3 separate regions of the Mus musculus genome follow, and regions 1 and 3 are each linked to region 2. The links are chromatin contacts, called in public HiChIP or PLAC-seq and Micro-C maps. All regions are on one chromosome and are shown on one strand. Each heading gives the region's core, a stretch centred on a gene start, on an enhancer-like site or on the middle of the called end of the contact. The rest is flanking DNA. Distances are from core to core; before and after follow the strand shown. Region 1 holds the start of Kmt2c (lysine (K)-specific methyltransferase 2C). Region 2 holds the start of Wdr86 (WD repeat domain 86). Region 3 holds the start of 1700096K18Rik (RIKEN cDNA 1700096K18 gene).

Evidence for each region. A called contact is a pair of places that touch in the nucleus more often than the background predicts. HiChIP or PLAC-seq counts read pairs in DNA pulled down with a chosen protein or histone mark.
Region 1: a contact with region 2 is called in a Micro-C map of embryonic stem cells, with 6 times the contacts expected there. The contact joins the promoter of Kmt2c here to the promoter of Wdr86 in region 2. A contact is called at or near these places in 2 of 484 Hi-C or Micro-C datasets (both in embryonic stem cells).
Region 3: a contact with region 2 is called in an H3K27ac HiChIP or PLAC-seq map of embryonic stem cells, with 2.4 times the contacts expected there. The contact joins the promoter of 1700096K18Rik here to the promoter of Wdr86 in region 2. A contact is called at or near these places in 1 of 39 promoter capture datasets (pre-B cells) and 1 of 115 datasets of contacts at active chromatin or transcription factors (embryonic stem cells).

What each region holds. Positions count from the first base shown.
Region 1 is chr5:25,497,200-25,500,839 of GRCm38.p6, reverse strand. It overlaps Kmt2c (lysine (K)-specific methyltransferase 2C), which reads left to right and starts at 2,057. Exons shown (of 59, transcript NM_001081383.2): 1 at 2,057-2,450. The coding sequence starts at 2,290. 4831440E17Rik (RIKEN cDNA 4831440E17 gene) reads right to left here and starts at 1,043. Exons shown (of 1, transcript NR_030700.1): 1 at 1-1,043.
Region 2 is chr5:24,729,051-24,732,572 of GRCm38.p6, reverse strand. It overlaps Wdr86 (WD repeat domain 86), which reads left to right and starts at 1,893. Exons shown (of 6, transcript NM_001081441.1): 1 at 1,893-2,392. The coding sequence starts at 2,230. It overlaps Gm42231 (a long non-coding RNA gene), which reads right to left and starts at 1,583. Exons shown (of 2, transcript XR_880885.3): 1 at 1,507-1,583. RefSeq lists an enhancer at 730-2,019.
Region 3 is chr5:25,528,569-25,531,911 of GRCm38.p6, reverse strand. It overlaps 1700096K18Rik (RIKEN cDNA 1700096K18 gene), which reads right to left and starts at 1,894. Exons shown (of 1, transcript NR_027388.1): 1 at 446-1,894.

The DNA of each region.
Region 1 (3,640 bases), core at 808-3,307, 770 kb before region 2:
TGCGGACACGAATACAAACAAAAAACATTTCTTAAAAAAAATCTTTAAAAACGATTCCGTCTAGGGATAAAACTCAGTGGTGGAGTGTTAGCTTAGCTGTGTGTGCAGTTCTGGGTTCAATATACCACAACGACAAGTAATTTAATTTGTCTAGAAACCCCAATTTCCTCTCTCCTTTTAATTTGTAGCTTACCTTTCATATGGCAGCTTTCTTCCCTGCTCCAAGCTTCCTTTGACTGTACATATAATAAAGCTGAAAAGGCCTGCAAGGGATTAAACTTGCAATCAATTCAAATGATTCAACGATTCAACTTTAGCCACTGCAAATAAACAAACAAACAAATGATTACAGCTATAATATGCACTAGACGATCAAAGTTTGATCCAGATGCGAAGCCCAGTTCAATGTTAATAGCCTGGCTATTGGGTGGCAGGAAGGTGAACAGGACCTCTAGAAACAAGTGTATTCTTTTTGCCCAGCATTGAAACTGTTGAGAATGGAAAGAACTGATCGCAAAGTGCGCTCGGATTCCAGGCTCCGAGCAGCTCAGCGCCTGACAGGCTACTCTAAGCCTTCCACGCCGCTCCACAGATCCGTTTTCCCATCTCTACTATTTCTCACTCCTACAAGGCAATCCATAGTGCAAACGAAACGCGGCGTCCTGGGCAATTCTGGCCCCATTTTTAACGAATCGTTTTTTTTTTTTTAATGGGAAACAGCTTAGCAGTATTTCCATTTTTAAATCTTGAGCACACACAACGTTCACGCTGATGCATTTCTCTCGGTGTAGAGACATTTTTTTCCCACTCAACCTGTCCGCTTGGTTTTTTGTACGGCAGCCTCCGGTCTCACGGTGTTTAAAACATGACGTCGGACGGAGAAACTACAGCTGGAGTTAGGATCTAACGTTGTCCTGCCACGGTTGCGCCGCACTAGGGAAGCCTACGTGGGACTCCGCCAGGCCTGGAGCGGCCCACGCCCGCAGGGGGTCGCGGACGCACGTGCGCGCACCGCACGCGGGTGCACGCTCCGGAGTGTTTACATCGATCCCTCCCCCCTCCTCCGGCCGGGCTGGACCCTGATCCCGGATGCCCGGTCCGCAGCTTAGCGCCCGCCAGAGCCCGAGTTGCAGCCACCGCCGCGTCAGAGCGGGCGGGGGAGGGGCGGTGAGGTCAGCGGCGGCGGCCGGGTAGCGCGGGGCGCATGCGCGGACTCAGCCCCGTGAGTGGCAGCAGCGCGCTGGGGGCGGGGGCGGGAGGCGCCTGTGTGTGGGCGAGCCGGCGGCGAGTTTGAGAGGTCTGTGGTGCGGGTCGCCCCGGGGGACCCGGGTGCAGGCCTCGCGCGACGGCCACTGCCGTGTGCGTGTGTTGTTTGTGTGGTGAACGCACAGCCGCAAAACTTCCTCCTTTGCTGCCCCCAGAGAGAGAGCGGGCGTGGGGGAGCGTTCGCGAGCGAGCGAGAGGGATCCCAGCGTGAGGGAGCCAAGCTTGATGGGGCCGAAAGCTAGCGTGAGGGAGCGATCCTGAGCGTGAGGCAGCAAAGCGCCGGCCGGAGAGCGGGCAAACGATAGGGAAGAGCGAGAGCTAGCCGTGCGTTGAACCGAGCGTGAGGGAGCTAGCCACAGGGAACGCCGTGAGCGAGCAGTGTGTGAGGGAGCGATCGCCAGCGCGCGACCGAGGGGCCGGCGCTCGCACCACCCCGGAACCCACCACAACAACTGGAGCAGCTGTCAAAACTTCGCCGCGGCGTGGGCCTGACGGGCTGACGGCGCGGGGGAGGGGTGGCTGGCCCCGCCCCGGCCCGGCCCGGCCCGCCGCCCCCCTCCGCGGCCCTTTCTCCTCCCGCCGCGGGCGGCCTGGGGGAGGGGCCGGGCGGAGACCCCTGCGGCCGCCCCCGGCCCGCGCCCCTCGCGTCGCGCCCCGCCCCGCCCCGCTCGGCGCCGCCCTCCGGCCCGGCCCCGCCGGCCCCAGCCTTGGCCGCGGCGCCCCGCCCCGCGCGGCCGGCCCCGCCCGCCCCGCCCGCTTGCCCGCCGCCCCCCGCCGGCCCCTGCGCGCCGAGTGCGCGCGCCCGCGCCGATGTGTGTGAGTGCGTGTCCTGCTAGCTCCATGTTGCCGCCTCTCCCGGTACCTGCTGCTGCTGCTGCTGCTCCCGGGGCTGCGGGAAATGCGAGAGGCTGAGCCGGGGAGGAGCAACTCGAGCAGCAGCAGCGGCGGCGGCTGCGGCCGCTGCGGCGGGAGGAGCCCCCCAGGAGGAGGACGGGGATCCATGTGTCTTTCCTGGTGACTAGGATGTCGTCGGAGGAGGACCGGAGCGCGGAGCAGCAGCAGCCGCCGCCAGCACCCCCCGAGGAGCCCGGAGCCCCGGCCCCGAGCCCCGCAGCCGCAGACAAAAGACCTCGGGGCCGGCCTCGCAAAGATGGCGCTTCCCCTTTCCAGAGAGCCAGAAAGAAGTAAGTTGAGCGCGAGGGAGCCAGGCGGGCGGCCAGCGGCGGCGCGGCCCGGAGCTGTCAGGCCCCCGGCCCGGTGGGGGCGGGGCGGCCCAGGCGCGGCCCGGTTCGGCGGCGCCCGCGCAGGTCCCGCCGGCCGCGCCGCGCACTTTACTTTGGAGTTCGGCCTCGCTTCTGGGAGAACCGCCCGGCGGCTTCCCCAGGGCCTAGCCCGGCGTCCGCACACGCCCCGCCGAGCACGCCCAGCTTGCTGCCGGCCCGGCCTCTCGGAGCCACAAAGCTGTGGGCGCCAGGGACGGAGCTGTCAAACGCCGCGGCCGGGTGGTCCGGGTGCGGCGGCCGGCGCTCTTTGTCAGCTCGCGGCTCCTTTAACTTTTCTTGCTCCCAGACCGGTGCTTTTGCTTCTTAATGATACATTAGGAAGCCATTCGAGCCTGTCCTCCCCATCCCCCACCGCCCCGAACCGCACCGCCCGGCTCCGCAGCCGGCGCTCGGGATCGCACGGGCCCAGGTGTAAGCGGGCGAGTCGGAGTTTCGGGAACGCGGCCGGGTTCCGCGGCGCTGACGGCCCAGAGCACTTTGTTTAGGGGAGACAGCTTTAAACGTCGCTGGACGAGTAACTTCAACTCCAGCTGGGCAGGCAATGGCTTTCGATTGTTTTTGAGCGTCCGTGAGGACTGTGCCGGGTGGATGAACTGGGCAAGAAGTGTTGTCTTAAAAAGTGGTTATTCGGCAACTTGGCTTGAAAATTAAGGAAACCGTTTTAGTGCCAATGAGTTAGTTGATCAGCAATAGTGGCTCTTCGGGGTGCTGCGGAAGATTGGTGACCGTCTTTCAAAGTTGCAGAATGGCGTGTGTTGCTTACTCATTTCATTGTATGATATTCTCATTGAACTGTTGGCGGTGGAAGGGTGCGCTGGGACTTGCAGGAAGAAGTCAGCACATTTATGGATAGGCTGTTTGTTTGGTTTACGTGCATTCATTTGTTGTGTCTGGTGGTTGCAGCAAAAATAGTGTTAACTGAGCCATAGCAAGCAAGCACCCTGGCCTCTCGGAACCCACTAAGCTCTTGACACAGTGTATTTGGGGTGGGTGGTGGAGAGGGTTTGCTATCTTTTTACTACTAAATGTTCCAGGGCCTTTAGTCGCCTGTATATTTTATCACCTGCCAGCTCTTACCTAGCTGTGAAAAA
Region 2 (3,522 bases), core at 644-3,143:
CTTTTTCTTTGTCACCTTGAACTTGTTTCTAACATCCAAAGATGTGCCCGACTATGAGGATTCGATAATGATAAGAACTCTTCATCTTGGATGGAGGCAGTTGACTATAATCTGTGGGCTCTGGGATTGGTGGCTAAGGGGCTGAGGACGCACAGGTGGTTTTCTGGGGAGTAGAGGGCAAACCACAAGTGTAGATGTCCCATTGTGCTCATACTATTGGTTTACAAACAATTACACTAGACTTCTGCCAGGGACCTAGCAACAGTCAAGTCATCATCAGCGGGTGGCCTGGCAGCTTGTAAGAGACTCTTACCTCTACTCCCTCACCCCGCTCTTTCTCTCTTCCCATGTGTTCCCTGCTGGCCTCTCTTTCTGTCCTTTGTCTCCACTTCTCTGCCTTGTGGCTCTGTCTGCCTCTACCCCTCCTCCAGGTCCTAGCTCCCCTCGCCTCCTCCTAAATAAACCTCTCTTATACCATGTCTGTCTCGTAGTGTGTTTTCTCAGGGGTACACTTTGGTATGAGACTGCCAGGGACCCCCTACTCCTGCCGCTGCATTATATTCATAACACATACCACGTGACCCCTTGGAAATGTAGCTGCCCTACCTGACCCACTGCTGGCCAAGCTCTTCGAGGCTGTGAATGTGTTCATGCCACCTAGTCCTGGCTGTTCCCTAAAATCTTTTACAAGTCTTCCTCCTGAGAATGCAGGTCCCTGCATCCTCTGGCTCCTCTCTAGGTGAGCAGTCTCAGTTTCCTTATCCCACACCTCAGCATGCAGGACGCTTGCTCTAGGGTGCCCACTGCTCACACACTCCTACTCCCGCTGAGCTCTCCTGTGCAGCCAGCTACCCACCAGTCTTCGCACCGGGATGATGCAAATGCCTTCTAAAGGTCAGCGTACCAGATGAACTCAGGATGGGCCCTTAGTGGGCACTCTGGCTCCTGAGTCCTCTACCCTTCCTGTACTCACCAGCTCCACATTCCAGATCCCATCAAAACACTCCTTAACACCCTCAGCTGGCTCCTCAGTGTCTCCTAAGCTGATTGAGAGTTTGGAGAAAGAAAAAAGCCCATGTATTTGGTTGCGCCACTGCCACTCGGGGAATGAAGCCGGCTGTGCCGCGGGACCCATTCTGGGGTTTTCTTGGAATTGAATGGGGTCATCCAGAGTGATTAAGGCAGGTCATCACATCACCCCGAGGGCCGCCTCCTCTAAACCATCTCTTTCCAGCCTTTCTTTCTGGACTCCAAAAAGAGCCCTGGAGGGTTCGAGAAACTCTGCGATCTTTAGGACCTGGAGGATCAGAGTTGGGGGTCACCCTCCCCGCCCCCAGCAAAGTCAGCACCCGGAACTGCTCTAATAGGAACCAGCCGACTGAGCTCCGGGAGGGCTGCGGGCTGGGTATAGGATTCCTGCAGAGCTCAGTGGGACCTCAAAGGCGCGCGCCCAGCTGGGGGTGGGGTGGTGATGGGTGGAAGGGCGAACCTGACCTCTGGTCTTACCTCCAACCCCCAACGGCCAGGATCCAGCCTGGCCCAAGTAGAATTTGGGGTGTGCTTGTTATTTCCCAGAAAGGGCGTACTCGGGGTTCCGCAGCTTCTGCCCTTCATCGGGGGTCTCCTAAGACTCCAGACTCTTCGGTCCACCTCCTTCTTGCCTTGGGCTCTGGGGACAAGGTCAGCGAGAGTGACAGGGAACAGAATCCAGCCTAGGCAGTTGGAAGGGTCGTACATGAAGCACGTGGAAACGGTCCCCAACGAGGGACCCGGATAGCTTCTAAGTTCTGTTCCCGGAGGACGACCAGGGAGTCTTGGGGTGGGGGTTGGCGCGCGGCCCGAAAAGTGGGAGGGGACAGGTTGGGGGGTGGTCTCTGAGGAGGAGCCAGGCTGGATTGTATTGTTCCGCGCTCCGCTTCTCGGGTTCTTCTACCGGCTTCAGACCTGGTGGGCTCCTCTGCGCAGAAGCGCCCACCCCTCCTGAGCCCCGAGAAGGTTCTGAGTAGGGGAGGTCTCACCTGGGTCCTTGCATCGGAGCTGAGAGAGCGGAGGACACCGGTGGAGAGTCATAATCCTTGTTCCCCGCCGCACCTCGAGCCTTTGCAGGAACGAGGCGCTCTCCCACCCCCCACGATGGCCATTGCCTGGCCGAGCCCGGCCAGGACCACGAGCGGACGCTGGAGCGCCGCTCTCTAGCCGGGCTCAGCGCCTCTTTACCCCAGGCCAGCGATGGGGAGCAGCGGGTCGGCTCTGAGGGTCTGTGCGGACCACCGCGGGGGCATCAACTGGCTGAGCCTGAGCCCCGACGGGCAGCGCCTGCTGACGGGCAGCGAGGACGGCACAGCCCGCCTCTGGAGCACCGTGGACGGCCAGTGCTGCGCGCTCCTTCAAGGTAGATGGGCGCGCGTGCTCGCGACCTTTCCCGCCTCTTCACGCTCACCTGCACCGCACCCAGACCTCACTCTTCCGGGCCCCGCAGCCCCCTTCTGGAAGAGTAGGGCTCTAGCTCCTGCTCATCCAGGAGCTCCCCCAGCCCTTGAGCTCTTGGCGGGAAGCCGTGAGGAGCCCGAGTGTGTGGGTCGCACCAAAGCGCGCACCCCAATGAAAGATCCTTTTGTCAACCAGTCCCATGAAATCCTTACACGGAACCGGTGTTACCATGTTAGGGACTTGCCCAGGGCTGAAGGGCACCCTTGAGACTTGAACCCCCACTCCTCCCCACCCCCAAGCTCCTTGTTGGCCTCATTTCAAGTATGGCCAGAAGAAAGAGGATTGGTTCAAACTTCTGGGGAATAGGGAAGTCTATCTTGCATATTTGAAATGAAACGAGAACTATCATGCACGGAAATGCATAATGTGTCTTTCGTATCCACCTGTTGATTCATATTCTGTTCACTCTGGCCAGCCTTGTCTTGGGTGCTCCCACCCTGCATTATGGGGTGCCCCTGGCCGGCTGCTGGCCTTTGCAGTCGCACATGCGGACTAGAGGAGGCATGCCAAGGTTTTTGCACAGGTACCGCTCCTTATCTTCAGCTTTTCCTCCCTGATCAGCAAATGCTGGGTGGCCTGGCCCAAGCCCTTCCAGTGAAACAGTTACCTTCAAAACTGCTTCATTCCTACGCTATCAGTTTGAAGTGAAAACAGTATAAGGTAGTTCATGGCTCCAAAGGGAGGAACATTGAATTGACAGGTATTTGGGAGCTGGTGTGAAGATGGGGAATTGGCTACAAAGTGGTCCATATTCTAACCTCCACACACAACCAGTGTTCACTGACAGGCCTCACACAGGAGGAGAGCTGTTAGCTTAAGTAAAATATGTTGCTTCCCAAGGAAAGACTGTCTGGGGTTTTCAGGAGTTCGGGTTCTTAGGGCTAGCTCTAAGGATTCTCCCAAGGAGAACCTTAGAATTGGCCGTTTGTTTGATTTTGGTTTCTTTTTCTTTTTCTTTTTTTTTTTTTTTTTTTGGTTTTTCGAGACAGGGTTTCTCTGTGTAGTCCTGGCTGACCTGGAACTCACTTTGTA
Region 3 (3,343 bases), core at 645-3,144, 800 kb before region 2:
CTATTCCCAAGGAGATGGAAGAATTAAACAGCCTTCAATGGGAAAAGACTTCAAAATCTTGGAAATTAAAAACAAAAGGGAGGTGTGGCCAGGAGGCTGTCTCCTGGGTTAAGAGTGCTTGCTGCTTCTTCCAAGGACCCAAGATCACTTCCCAGTACCAAAAGCTGGCGTACAACCTTTTGGAATTAACCCAAGCTCCAGGGATCCACGACTTTCTTCTGGCCTCAGTGGACAGTTACATATAGGTAATGTAAAAACAGAGACGTGCTGGGCGTGGTGGCGCACGCCTTTAATCCCAGCACTTGGGAGGCAGAGGCAGGTGGATTTCTGAGTTCGAGGCCAGCCTGGTCTACAAAGTGAGTTCCAGGACAGCTAGGGCTATACAGAGAAACCCTGTCTCGAAAAACCAAAAAAAAAAAAAAAAAAAAAAAAAAAACCAGAGACGTATAAAGACAATTTTTAATGCTGGTGGCAGTGTTGTACACCTTTAATCCCAGGAATAGAGGGGCAGAGGAATCTCTGAAATTTCAGTCAATGTGATCTATACAGGTGAGTTCCAGGCTATCTAAGGATACATGAGACCCTGTCACAGGGTGGAAATGCGTTCCATTCCTAGGTAAAAGAATAGCATGCCCACAAGTTGTCCTCTAACCTTAATGCTCTCACAGAAAAATAAAATCATACACAAACATTTTTATATATTTAAAGGCAAAGAATTCTTAACCAAATTGACTAAAGATAGGAACAGTAATTCCCTCTGGAAAATTAGCTGGCTGTAAAAAATGAGTTATAATGAAAAGACAATAACCTCACTATAAAGGCCTGTCTTGAATTTTAATTTTTTACAAGATTGGACTTCCAGTTCCTAGTAATGTACATGGTAATAAACATGAAGAAGCATTATTCAAATGTAAATGCTAATTGTTTTTATGTTTAATTTAAGCACTATTTTTTTTTTGTTTGTTTTGGTTTTTTTGAGACAGGGTTTCTCTTTTAACCATGGCTGTCCTGGAACTCACTCTGTAGACCAGGATGGCCTCAAGCACTATTTTTTTAACCAGACTTAAAATTAATAGAAGCGAAAGAATCTTCAGAGTGGGAGGGGCTTCAAGAAAGAACGACAAAAAGGCTATACAGGCTATTTTAAATGTACAAAATTTATATCTGTGTATACTGCAAATAATGTGCCTTCCAAAAAGGCTAAAATGTAAAGGCAAAACAAATTATTTCACTGATGAACCACTCATTTGGTAATGTCTTTCTTTACATTTGGGTTTTTTTTTTTAAAAATCTAGAGATACTGAATAGAAGTATTCACAAAATATCCATTGGTTAGAGTACGGTGTTCGAACGAAAATGAAAGGTTTGTAACCGGTCGTTTCGCTGTAGTACTGTAAGAAAGCTTTTAAATAATTAGTGCAGAATTCCAGCGTAGTATTGCAACCCAGCGTCTGTGGCCATGTCACCTTTAAGTGTGTGCAGTTTGGAAGAGCAGAGTTAGTTGGGTATTGTTAAAACAGCGTCGTTGTGTCGTGCGGGGACGTTCTCATCTTCTGAATGAGCGAGAGGGAGAAGGGCCCCGCCGTGGTCCCCTAAGCAGTGAGGCTCTGGGCGAATAATCGCACGGGATGCTGCGTGACAGTGGCTGGACGCCCGCGCCATTGTGAGGTCGGCGGCGCGGATCCGAACCTGTATTACTTCTCGGTGAGGCGGACTTGCGGGCCCTTGGACCGAGGTCAGCTCCGAGTGGAGAACAGGTAACTCAGGGGCCGGATCCCTCCGCGACAAGTAGTGCGCTGTGCGCTTTCCCGAGCCCACGGCGGGCGCCGGAGATCGCGGACCTGGCTCCCGGAGGATCGGCGGGCACTGGCCCGAAGGCTAGGAGACCTTCGGCAGCCCGAAGGCTGGAGCGGGCCGGCGAACGGCAGGTGTCCGCCCCGCCCCCACCCCCGCGGGCAGGAAGAGGAAGCGGTGCGGCCCGGCCCCGGGGCCACCCGCAGGGCCTCGCGGGGCGGGGGCGCCGGAGCTACAAGAAGCGCGTGACCTAGTTCGTCCCGAAGTGGACTTGACAGGTTGTCATCGCGGCTCCCCGCCCCCACTGTCTTCCGGGTCTGGCTCCTCCCCCACCCTCGAGCTCCCACTGGCCTCGCCCAAGCTGTACTCCCTGCCATTGGCTTCAAACCAGGGGCCACGCCCCAACCCAGCTCGCCCTGCCATTGGCCACGCGTCCCAGGCCGCTCTCCCAGTCATTGGCTTCGTCCCAGAGGCCCCGCCCCCAGTCTTGCTGGTCCTCGGGTTGGCCTTGCAGCGCCCCTCTTTCGGCTCGTCCTCCTATTGGCCCCTCGCGCCAGGCGCCTTGCCTCCTATGGTCCGCGGTGGATTCCAGCTGGTCACTGTTGAGTTTGTTCCCGTGGGCATTCCGGTTTCTGTCGGCTTCCCTCCCTCTTTGCTGCGTTTCTTCCTGCTTTCTTTGGGTCTGGGAGCCCGGGCCTCGATACCTGGTCCCGGTCCCAAACTCAATGTAGCAGCGATCTACATTTGCCTCTGTACCCCGCCGCACCCCGCCCCTTTCAACTCCTTCTTCCCCAGCCCCCACGCACACCGCCTTCATTCCCTCACACCTCTCCTTAAATTCGGCTGAGTGGAACAGACTTCATTTCGAAATCAGGGAGAGGGGTTAAGTGATAAACGTCAATATCAATATTAGCTGGTTTTGGTTCCAGAAAGGAACTGGACGGCCCAGATCATTCAAACATTTTGTTGTTGATGGTGGTGGGGGTAGTGCTTTTCTTTGGGTGTGTCTTAGGTTTGGAGGTTTCTTCAAACAGGATCTCACCTCTCCCTTTGTATCTCTGACTGGTTTGGAACTCGCTAGTTCCTTGGTACGGGGTTTGACTGCAGAAGCCAGAGAGGGCGGCCGCTGGGTTCCTGGAGCCGCTGGTTGTGGGCCACCTAACTTGGGGGCTCCTCTGCAGAAGGTTTCATCTCTCCACCCTGGGATTGAATTTTTTTAATTAATTTTCATTTTATGTGCATTGGTGTTTTGCCTGCCTGTATGTCTGTGTAAGGATGTTAGATTCCAGTCGGAGTTACAGTCGCAAGCTACCTTGTGGGTGCTCGGAATTGAACTAAAGTCCTCTGGAAGAGCCAGAGCTGTGAACCTGAGTCATCTTTGCAGTCCCAGGACTTAGTTCCTAAAGTGACCAAATTTGTTACTCCAAAAATAATAGGCTGCCTTTCCTGAGTAGCAGTCAAATTTCCATTGTTTATGCAATATTGACATTTAAAATTTACATGTGTACTTTCTATAATTGAGCTAGCTTTTTTAAATCGTTTTAGAGAA